Linked DNA regions of Drosophila melanogaster: region 2 is linked to region 1. The links are chromatin contacts, called in public Hi-C maps. All regions are on one chromosome and are shown on one strand. Each heading gives the region's core, a stretch centred on a gene start, on an enhancer-like site or on the middle of the called end of the contact. The rest is flanking DNA. Distances are from core to core; before and after follow the strand shown.

Evidence for each region. Hi-C and Micro-C count contacts between places; a contact is called where the count stands out from the background.
Region 2: a contact with region 1 is called in a Hi-C map of the Kc167 cell line, with 6 times the contacts expected there. The contact joins the promoter of cu here to the promoter of Ugt35C1 in region 1. A contact is called at or near these places in 26 of 107 Hi-C or Micro-C datasets (the Clone 8 cell line, the D17-c3 cell line, the Kc167 cell line and 11 more) and 1 of 6 datasets of contacts at active chromatin or transcription factors (the Kc167 cell line).

Annotation. Positions count from the first base shown.
Region 1 is chr3R:11,126,105-11,131,903 of dm6, reverse strand. It overlaps Ugt35C1 (UDP-glycosyltransferase family 35 member C1), which reads left to right and starts at 3,576. Exons shown (of 2, transcript NM_001104274.2): 1 at 3,576-3,836; 2 at 3,898-5,307. The coding sequence starts at 3,591. The coding sequence ends at 5,204.
Region 2 is chr3R:11,194,397-11,200,195 of dm6, reverse strand. It overlaps cu (curled), which reads right to left and starts at 2,604. Exons shown (of 6, transcript NM_169375.2): 1 at 2,348-2,604. The coding sequence starts at 2,412. CG18577 reads right to left here and starts at 4,104. Exons shown (of 2, transcript NM_141787.4): 1 at 3,831-4,104; 2 at 2,911-3,446. The coding sequence starts at 4,090. The coding sequence ends at 3,362.

The DNA of each region.
Region 1 (5,799 bases), core at 2,327-4,826:
TGTTTGCTATGAACTATAGTTGCAGAAACTTATAAAGATCTTAATGTAGAGTTTCCAAATTATCTTAATTAAGTTGTACCTTTTTTAAGCTATAGCTAAAATTATTTATGATATCAAGCTGTAATCATCTGAATATTTTTCGCCATTTGAGTTTCATTTCCCAAAAATCGTATTACAAGTGTAATTTACATAGAGCAAGCAAACTTCAAATCCTGACCCTGTAACATCTCCATTTGCTTTTCTGCTGCAGATATTTTCTTAGTGCTAACCGGAAAGTGTGCTTATGCAATTGCACAAGTTCCCTTCGAAATCCGGTAGAGGTCAGTACGTCGAAAAGGAAGCAAAAAAAAAAAATAAGAAAAAAAGTCTGAAAAGCTGTCGAATGGGGAAATCCCCAAAGAAAACGGGGACTTCAACTTCACTCTGAAGTTGAGCTCTAGACAATGCAGTGTAATTTGCTGAAATGTTAAACAAAACGTAATAACTGGGAGTTGACAAAGTCGTTGGGCACATTGAAAAAAATCTTGTGCTTGTCTTGTCTTGGTATTTCTTATATATTAACATCAATAACTTTGTGCAATGGTGTGTTTTAGTGTGTTTTCATAATTGTTATTGGTTTTAGATTTATGATTTTGTATCTGAAAGGCACGAATAAGAAACAGAATGAATATGTTGTAAAATATAGTCGTTTTTTAAATTTTTCTTTCAGTGCATTCATGCGTTTCTTTGTCGCATCGTTCCGATTTTTCCGATCTCTTGTTTTTCATATTTTTTTTTTGCTTGCTACTAGTCCTTTTCAACAGCAATAAAAGTCGATTGTCAACGTTGACTGGCATTCTTCGAGCGAGTGAATATGTAGCAAATATTCAGACTAGAATCCTGGAAGGATTCAGCTTGCTCCTGGTCGAGTGATTTTCAGGTATTCAGGAGCTAGGTCCGAGGTCCTTTTGCCAAACTGCAGTTCTGCCCATCACTTAACATTCTCTAATCTCGTCAGTGTAGAGCAGAAAAGATATGGTATTGTAGAGAATGGTGTGTGGAAGTCGGAAGCTATGCCGAAATCAAAATGCTTCATAAAACGGAAATGAAAACAAATGAAAAATGATTTTTACTTATGGGCAAATTGTTCCTCGGCACTTCCAATCTCAATTCCTGGCCAGCCATTGTTGCATAGTTCGTGCAGCAAGTGCTTGTTGCAAATAAATTGCATTTGCACTTAAAGCATCGTCAATATGGCAGCTGTTGCTATTCGTTGTTCGGCCCTCCGGATAATTCCTTTCATCCATGGTAGTCAGACATGTGTGTGGGTTGTTTGTAGGTGGGGAAAAATACACGACAAGGTAAGCCTGATTAATGTTGTTCAGGCTTTTCTACTGACGAGACGAGACGAGTCGAGTCGAATAAAGGCCAAGAGCATTTAGTGCACAAAAGAGATAAAGCCAAGTTTTTCCTTTCCAGGCAGTATCCCAGCAGTTAAGATTTCATGCTGTTAGTGTGGCAGCTTAAGTACTAATTTATCGCTTTGTTAGATGGGCATTAGGATTTTAAAATTTTTCAAACTAACTTAACTAATATATTTGATTTAAATTTAAAACTCTTATTTATTGGAATGAGTTGATGATTTAAAAAAATACTAAAATATAAATATACTTTCAGGAATGCTCTTTAAACCATCCTTTTTCTATATGCACAGTTACACTTCACAATTGCGAAGGACCTCTTCTCAGAAATACCCGTTGAAAAGTGAACAGCCTGCTGTTGACCTTTTCTTAACCCCGGATCAGTTGTTGACTCGCCACGAACTTGAGCCGACCCCTTCCACGCCAAGATGATGATGAACCAATACAATAGGGCACCAGAAACCACAAGATGGCCCACTTGTAGAGCTCTCGCCTTACACATGCCCTTTATTAAAAAATTAAAATTGCTAACCGAAGAGGAGTGAAAAAGAGGTGGGCCTTGTGGCCTTTTTTTTTGGTATCATTTTTTTGTAGCTAAAATAATCAGGAAACTTAATTGAATCAAGTTGCAAGGCGATCCGGGGCCGACCAAAGGAAAAGCCTCATAATAAACGGCAAAAGAAATGGCCAAAGGAAAGAGGGGCTAAAGAGCTCAGAGGGTTGGAGATTCACAAAAAAAAAAAAAAGGGTGAAAAAGAAGTGAGGGAAGAGATGGTATTGGGTTGGATGAAAGGAGTAAACAAGGACTAAGGAGTGAAAATGTGCGCAAGAAAGCAAATAAATTGAAGTGAAAACAAATAGCCAGGGATGTGGCGATGGTGGTGGTTGTCTTGGTCCTGGTCCTGGTCCTGCTGGGTTACAAAGGAGTTCCATCGTGGGGTTTCGGAAGCTCGGAAGGGTCCAACTGGCGGACATTCCGTCAGAAGCCCACAATAACAACTCCACCTTATTTATAAATTAACAGTAACAATTTTTCCCGCCGGACATACACTTAAAAATTTTCGTGTATAAAAGTTTAATATTTCTGGCCCACTCACTTTACATTTTCTGTTCATTTTTGTTCCTTCCTGCTGTTTTCATTCTACGTATTTTCATTCTTGTTGTTCTTTGTCTGCCTCTGTGTGTGTGTGTGTGTGTGGGTGTGCGGGTGGGTGAGTGTGCTTTGTTCCGGGAAAAAGGAAGCTCCGGACAAGGTCCTTTGCCGTCGCTTAAGCAAATAATTTCTTTTCTTAGGCAGCGCTTTGGCCTTTATGCTCCGCCGAGTTTCGCCTCCTCCACCGGCAAAAATTCCCAACTGGCCAGCTGCATTGGTACTCGTTTTGAGCCTTTTTCACGTCTTTCGGCCCAGCTCCCTGTTGTGCGTTTTGTTTTTAGTTGCCTTCTCCGCTTGTTTGGCCTGCACTTCTCACGCACATTCTTCGGGGAATTTGCCCAGCACTCAGTCCAGCGGATACCGGGGACTTCACGGGAAGATCTTTAAAAGCCCGTCGGGAGTTTGCCAACTTTAAGTAGTTTGCACAAATTGAGGAATTAATATCGAAAGAGGAAACTGGGATAGTACTGTGTAAAGGTTTTTATGGTGTATATGAAATACAAACATATGAATAAGGTAATGTAAAAGCGGTTAACAAATTCCCAAAAATATAATAATAGGTTATATATTAATTATTCGATTTGGTTATGGAGTGATAGTGGAACCGAATCGTACCGAATTGGCGATATGTATAAATCGATTTGATACTCATTCCATCACGTGCCGGGAACGCGTGCCCAAAATCTCGTTTGAAGCTCTTCGGCAATTTTTAAATAAAATGTGAAATAGTTGGCCCGAGCCGCTATAAAGTGCTATTTCATAAGCAAACCGACAGAATCAATAAAGATAATGAGTGTCGAGCATGGACTACCCTAACCGAGGAGGGTTCCCTCTTAAAAGTGGAATGTCTCTCTCTTTATTAAATAACAACGATGAAAATGCAAATGCCAAATGCCCTTTATCATCGTGAATGGGCATTGTTTGTCGCTCAAAAAGCTCTCTCGTTCGCTATCAACAAAAGCTAAGCACATATGTATATATAGGAAAGTTTGACCGATCTGTTCAATTAGTCGCTGCACGATACTCATTCCGTGACCATGAGATTATTAACTGTGATCGCGATCGTGTTTTGCGCTTTGAGCGCCAAGCCGCTCGAGTCGGAAAGTGCGAAGATTTTGGCTACGCTGCCGTTTCCGGGTCGATCTCAGTACATATTTGTGGAGAGTTACTTGAAAGCTTGGCAGCTAAGGGTCATCAGGTGACCGTTATTAATGCCTTCAAGAACAAGGAGACACCAAATATGCGCTTTATTGAGGCCCTCAAAGCGCACGAATTCGCAGACGGTGTGTATTAACACATTGACAAGTAATAGTATTTTGTATTTATAAATCTATTTGCTCGCAGAGATGATGAGTTTGCTGAATGTGCCACTATTGTGGCAGCAGCTCAATGCCATGGATTACATATTAAACAAATTCATCGATGTAACTATGGAGGACGAGGGTGTCCAGAGGCTACTTAATTCGGGAGAAACTTTCGATCTGGTGCTGGCGGAGATGCTCCATATGGAACCGATGTACGCTTTTGCTCAGCATTTTAATGCCACTTTAGTGGGATTCTCCAGCTTTGGAACCGATAGAACTATTGATGAGGCTGCTGGAAATATATCACCCATATCATATAACCCGCTTGTGACCTCTCCTCGAACCGATCGGATGACCTTTCTGGAGCGCTTGGAAAATCACTACGAAGTCATTGTGGAGGACATTCATCGCCATTTCGTTCACCTGCCACATATGAGAAATGTTTACAAAAAGTATTTCCCGAATGCAAAGAAAACCCTGGAGGAAGTCATGGATAGTTTTTCGTTGATTCTGCTGGGCCAGCATTTTTCTTTGAGCTATCCGCGACCCTATTTGCCCAACATGATTGAGGTTGGTGGAATGCACATCTCGCACAAGCCGAAACCACTGCCAGAAGACATTAAACAATTTATTGAGGGTTCGCCACATGGTGTTATATACTTCTCCATGGGCTCCAATGTGAAGAGCAAGGATCTGCCACAGGAAACTCGTGATACGCTGCTGAAGACCTTTGCCAAATTGAAGCAGAGAGTGCTGTGGAAATTCGAAGATGACGATATGCCTGGAAAGCCAGCTAATGTGCTGATCAAGAAATGGTATCCCCAGCCGGATATTCTGGCCCATCCGAATGTGAAGTTGTTCATCAGCCACGGTGGTCTGCTGAGCAGCACCGAAAGCGTTTACTTTGGCAAACCCATACTGGGATTGCCGTGCTTCTATGATCAGCACATGAATGTGCAGCGCGCCCAGCGAGTGGGATTCGGCTTGGGCTTGGATCTGAATAATCTAAAGCAGGAGGATTTGGAAAAGGCCATTCAAACGCTGCTCACTGATCCCAGTTATGCCAAAGCATCCTTGGCCATTTCCGAGCGGTATCGTGATCAACCGCAATCAGCCGTCGATCGAGCTGTCTGGTGGACGGAGTACGTAATCAGGCACAATGGTGCTCCTCACCTGCGAGCAACTTCCCGGGATCTCAACTTCATTCAACTGAACAGCTTGGACACTTTAGCTGTGATACTGGCAGTACCTCTACTACTCGCTCTGTTAATCGTAACGTTATCTTGCAAATTATTGGGAGGAAAGAAACAGAAATGCTTACATGCTGATAAGCTTAAGAAACATTAGAGGCTATATGTAGTATATCTTTGTTGTTTACAGTTTTAAGAACCTTGTTTTCTTATCATTATTATCTAGTAATACCATCACTGATGCTATATATTTTATTGCCAAATGTTGTTTGTCATTTCAAGGGTCTGACGTTTCTTAAACGAGTTAATGGGGAACACCAATAATCGGCATTATTATTTTTCTATTGCCATCAATTGCTATCATTTGACCAGCTGTGCGAGTGTTTTTGTCTAAGTTTGTTACTGATAACGCTCGGTTGAAAAGTGTTTTTTATTTATACAGTGCAAATGGTCAGTATTTAATTACTTATCAATTTGATAATAAATCAAAATGACGGGCGAATAGGCGTAATTATAATACTTCTTATCATTACTAGGTCTGTCCAAGCAAAAAACGGAAGCAATCTTTTCATTCCAAACATATACGCAGTATTTGTTAAAATTCTGGGATGATAATAATGTTTAACTAAAGTTTTGCATATAAATGAAATCTTAATTGCAATGAAAATGTAAAACGTGGGGCTGGAGCAATACTAACTACACGGCCCACACGGCGTATGAGTGACATTTATCGAATTGGAATTAAAAATTTT
Region 2 (5,799 bases), core at 1,355-3,854, 69 kb before region 1:
TGCTCTCGAACTCATTATCGTAATAAGTTCAATGGCTCACGCTCTCAGGGTTTGTAACGCTAGTGTGAATTTGTTTTTCATTCTAATGGGCACACCCTGCGTATGAGTGATGCAAAATATTGAAGCCGGGTAATAGCTTCTGGATTTTAAGGTAGCTGATAGTTTAATGCGGTTCATAAAATTTTCGACGTATTTCAGCTTATTTCTTTTAAAAATGTATCCATGTATACTTTTTGTTTGTTTAAGGTGAGTAAAAATGATATTTTATAGAAAATCGCTGTATTGTGACCGTTAATTTTATCTTTTGGAGTTCATATGTATTTTTATGTTAGAAGTTTAAATGGATCTTTACAGGTCTGTAATCTTTAGCACATCAAAAAGGTAATTCTCAATTGCTTCACCCTTAAAAACAAAGACCCAAAGACGTCGATTAAATGACTCACTTGGAGTGCCCACTTACTTTGTTGGACCTGAGTGGGTCAATTCTGATCAATTTGTAATTTGCGCTGATAACAATGCCAATGACATGAGGATCGTGTCTGGTCTGGTGTCTGCTTTCGTGGGCATATCTTATCGGACATATTTATTGTATAAGGTAGCGAACCACTTGAAAATTTTTCGCCGAGCATAATTCCCTCGTGCGGGTCAGTTATAAAACTTTCAAACCGAATGTGATTTACAACCTATCGATTAGAACGGGGAATGCAACCAAAAGTGACGTAGCCCGGATCTTGTTGGTTTCATTTAGTTTGGGGCGGTTGCTTTTGCGTAGTTCTCGCAAATCCTACGCTCCCAGTTGGCCTGTCAAGGTCACTGGTGAGTGTGAGTCCGTTCGCTGATTAGGTGGGGAATACAACTATTTAGTTCCATCATATATGGAGTGTATGAGTGTATTTAGCACTTTATTACGCGCAGCCAGTGGTCTAGCCGCTGAGATTAGATAAGGATTTTCAGTGGACCAACCGCGGCCTTCGGTATAAAGTTCACTTTTTAGTTTATCTTCTATACTATGTGATTCTAATAAAGGAGGTTTGTTTGTTGTCATGCATGCATCTGGTGGTCTTATATTCGCACCTTATCAATTGGCCAATGGAATTGACAAACGCGTGCCGTTCACATTATTTGAATGCATACCACCTATTTACGAATGCAAATCATAAATACCTAATACTTAGTAAATATTTTGGAATTTGAACTGTTTTCTATAATTCACAGTAAATAATCTTATCTCAAGTTTTTAACGAATTATATGAACATCAGTAAGTATAAAATCTATTACTGAGTCATACCAGCTGTGTCGGGTTTTCGTTAGTTATTAGTCCGATACAAGGTATATACATTATTACATTCATACATATGATAATTATGGATAAAAAGATAAGATAGTTAGTGCCCAATAAACTTATCTCATTTCATACATTCGAGGAGATAGATCAAATGGCAGATAATACCTCTTGTTTGAACATTAAAGCTGATTGGTTAATAAATGAGTTTATTGATCGATTGAAATAATGTTAACTTACAAATAAGCACAGGCAAATCGATATATAATTGATACTTGTAACAACTGAAAAGGACCTATAATTTGCTTTCACAAAATTTCCCAGTCAGTAACGAATGCGCTCAACAAGTGGAATATTTCGTAGACGGGATATTGCGGTCAATTGTAATGAAATTACGGTTTCCTGCAACAAGGGATGTTCACTTTAATCAGAAAAGATCTTATGTGCTCGTTGTGAATTACAAATGTGTACAACGCCCTTTTCAGCTGAAGAGCTCACCAAAAAACACCCACACAAAAGGACAGTTATAGTAATTAAAAACCCATTTCTTTGCCAACTAAAGTCATACATACACACACAGGCACTTGGGTGAATTACAATCTCCACATGGAACAAAGCACATCAAATTTCCTAGCGACCTCAAACCCAAACAAAAACGTGGCGCTTCTTTGGGGTATTTTTGTGGTGTGGGGAGGTGTGGTGGGGTTTGAGAGAGCGAGCAAGAAGAGCACACAAAGAGCGGCTGTCTCGTTCCCGCTCGCACTAGTCAGCAGATTGGAGCAAAATTTGTATTTTTGTGTAATAAACTGCAGGTCCGAAAACAAACCACATAAACAATAAAGAAGAAACTGAAGGAAAACAGCAAACAAAGAGTCAGACGCAAAAGCTTTACAAAGGAAACTTAGTTTATGAAAAGCAGCAACAAACAACGAAATATTTTCCCTGTTGTTATATCAATAATCTTCAAGATTTTCGAGGGAGGAAAAAGGGCAAAAAATGGCAAGGCCCGGCACACCCAAAAATCAAAAGTCTAAAACTAATATTAGGTAATTGGGGCCACTTACAAGAGTTTCTTGGCGAATTTGTAGAATGCCACCAGCAGGTAAACAACTGTGGAAATTAGCTTCATTTTGCACTCAGCCGTTTGTTTAAATTAATTTAACTTGATGAAAACTATTTTGTACGTGCCGTAAATCAAAGTTCACTTTCATCAAATCGAATTTTGAGACTTTCGTAAATGGTTTGGTTGGTTTGTCGAAAATTTGGAAAAAAAACAGATGCCGAAAATTTGGTTAAAATTTCACTATCAATGTCATTTCCGCGTCGAACACGTTTTCCACACTAAGCGGGCACCACGAAAAAAAACTTGGAAGATAACGCTTTCTGTGACGTAGGAGAAGAGAAATTGGGAAGGTAAGAGAGAGAGCGAGATTGCAGTTGGCGCGAATTAGTATTAGTATTGGTGGACGGCGGAAGAAAGTAAAAGCCAACTGAAATGAGAGTTGTTTGCAATCCTGCACCGACGACCGTATGCCCTTTTCTAACACTAAAATAAAGACCTAATTTAAAATAAAAAATATGTGCATAAAAATCTGTTCAAATATAATAGAATCAAACATAACATATATTTGTGTTTTAAAATGTTTATTTTGTTTTTTTTTTTATTATATGCATTATATGCAAAAATTAATGCGGTAAGTTTGTAGTGCTTAGCAAAACCAATTTTTATAATTACATGTAACTTATACTTTTTAAAAAAGCTAATATACTCTGTTTGTGATGCACAAAGTCACGTCCACTTGTTGTGGCAATAAACTTTTGAGTGGGCGTAGTAAGAGCAGAGCTTAAGAGAACTCATGTGTGTCGTTAAGAGCGAACCAGAGCTTTCGTTGCTTGTAAAGCTCTTTGATTTCATCAGCTGTCGCAGAGCTTACGACATTCGTGTAAGGCTGCGTAAAAACTTTTAATAACAGTTTACATTGGCAACTTAGCAGTAACATTACATCTTAAGCTAAGTTAGCAGTTAGCAGAGCTAAGAAATTCGAAGAACTTTATCCTTATATAATAATCCCGAACGATCAGAAATTCGATGGCCTATAGTCATAGGCAGGTCCCATGCGAATGGAGATGTTGATGGGTTCGTTTAAACGCTCTGTCATCAGCCTGAAAGTGGAAAATTTTCAACAATTTTGCTTATATCACGTTAAGTACTTAGATTATCTCATACATTGTATCTAAATTAAAGCACTAACAGTTTGCATTAACTTTTTGTAGGCTCATGGTGATTCGTTTAAATTGTCTGCTTAAATAACACATTCTCATTTCAAACTGAAATCGAAACGTTTAATTTATAAAAATGGTTCATATGCTAGAGTTTTATTTCCTAATTCATTGCTAAAGAAACTGGCATTTCCAATTAAAAAACTTAAATTGAATATGTTTCAGCTTAGAAGGCCCAATCTAGCTGGTGTTGGCAAACCTTGGCATAAACAATAACAATGGGCTTATCTAGACCACTTGATTATACTATATGTTCATAAGGCGTACCGTTTTTCTGCTTCGCTCTCGCAACTCCGATAGCCTTTCCGGCGGGCCGATTTGTTAAGACGTAACGATCGCCTCAGTTCTTTGGGCAGCGGTTTATTCGTTTCACGCCGGAGAAAACTTCCGAATTTGTGGCACTTCTCGGCGAGATTCTGCCACACCAGCAGGATCAGACGCGTGTGCCGCGACGAGGTGGATGAGGCTTTGGAGCCTTTGGTACCACAATCGCGCAGCTCGGTGGTGGAGACAACCCACGACGACATTTTGACACTGACTGACTTTGCGGAGCCCCTTTGACAAACGCCAACGGCCACTTGGCCGGCCAATTGATAAGATTCCCAGTTGGCAATCGAAGCGATTTAGTGATATGCCGTCGTCACTAACCAAGTGCCGGATATGGGAGACAAAAAGACTAAAACTGAAGCAGTGCAGCAGATTGCAGATTGCAGCTGAATTAGCACCGCATTTAGTATTACAGAACATTTCGCAAAAACCAGAATAATTTCCTTTGCCATGAAAGCAGACGGAGCCTAGTTTCCTGCCCGAGGGACAGGATTCGGCAGTTTTGATTTCGAAATGAAAATCCAAATGCAATGCACTGAAAAAGAGCCACTTCATTTTATTTTCCATAATATTCTATTCTATTCTGTTTCACTTTGAAATTTTTTGCACTTTTAATCATGCAATTATTTCATCTAAAGTTATACAATAGTGGACATGATAATAATGTAAAAATTGTCTAAATTTCTCTCCGTGTACTTTCTGCAGTTATGAATTTTTGGCCATTGAACATTTTCAATAAAAGTCTCTGTCTGATGTCCAACAGCCCAATAGCCAGCCTCTTTGGGCGAGTAAAGGATATGCCCATTGCGAGCATGTCCTGTAACAAAATACAAATAGATGCGTTCGTCCGGCTCCCATGTGGCCAACACCTAGGGACATTTTTGGACCGCCCCCCATTCCCAATTAGGAGGCGCCATACCCCAATTTAAGCCTCCCCCCCTGCTACGCCCATTTTATCCATGGAACTCTTGGCTAGACCTTGGGTATCTGTATGCCACCAAAATTGCATGATGTTTGTATGGATGGGAATTTTTTGGCAACAAATCGGCGTAGGTTCAGTGTATTGTTAAAAGCGAAATTCGTTTATTGCCATATTGTTGCGATTTTGTTTTTGCAACAACCAAGCTGATTTGCCTGTTCTCTGATTCTTAACGTTTCGCCTCTAAAACTATTTTAAAAATTGATAAACAAAGCCATACATTTTGACATAGTTAAAACATTGTTACACTTTCTTAAAATATTTGCTAATCAAAGAAACGTTCATTTTTATGATGCCACATAGGTATTTAGTTTTAAAATGAATACAAGCATAACCACTTCCATTAAACATTTGCAACTATCTATCTTCCTACTAGCCGCATTCATTGATCGGAAAAGTGCGGGAAAATCGGATGACAGACGACAGTTGCAGACCTGAGCAAGGTTGTCCAAGTCTTGGCTTTTGCCTCACCTGCGGCCGGATTTGTGTCATGCATACCTGGGCGGAGACTTGTCAACGATGCCGAGCTGGAATACTTTCTAAATTCCATTTAAATTCTGAAAATGCCGAGCAGCTGGCGTGAGCTGAAAGTCCTTTATGGAATAAACATACGAACATTGGCTGCCTGATTTGGGGCTGATGCTTTGATAGTACATTGAATTGCAATAAAGGCAAATATTTATTTGGATATTTCTTATTCCATGTAGTCGCCGCATTCATTGGCATTTCCCCTATTTTATCTACCGCTCCCCGCATTGTCCGTCCGTTCGTTTGTTGGCTGCACTTTATTAAATTTTCAATAAACTACAAAGAGAGTTTACATTTGTTTGGCTTCTGCATTTGGGCCATACGCCCATCCTCCATTGGCCACCCTTGACATCGGCGTGCACTTGTATTTATGTACAATATATGCTCGGCCAAGGGGATATT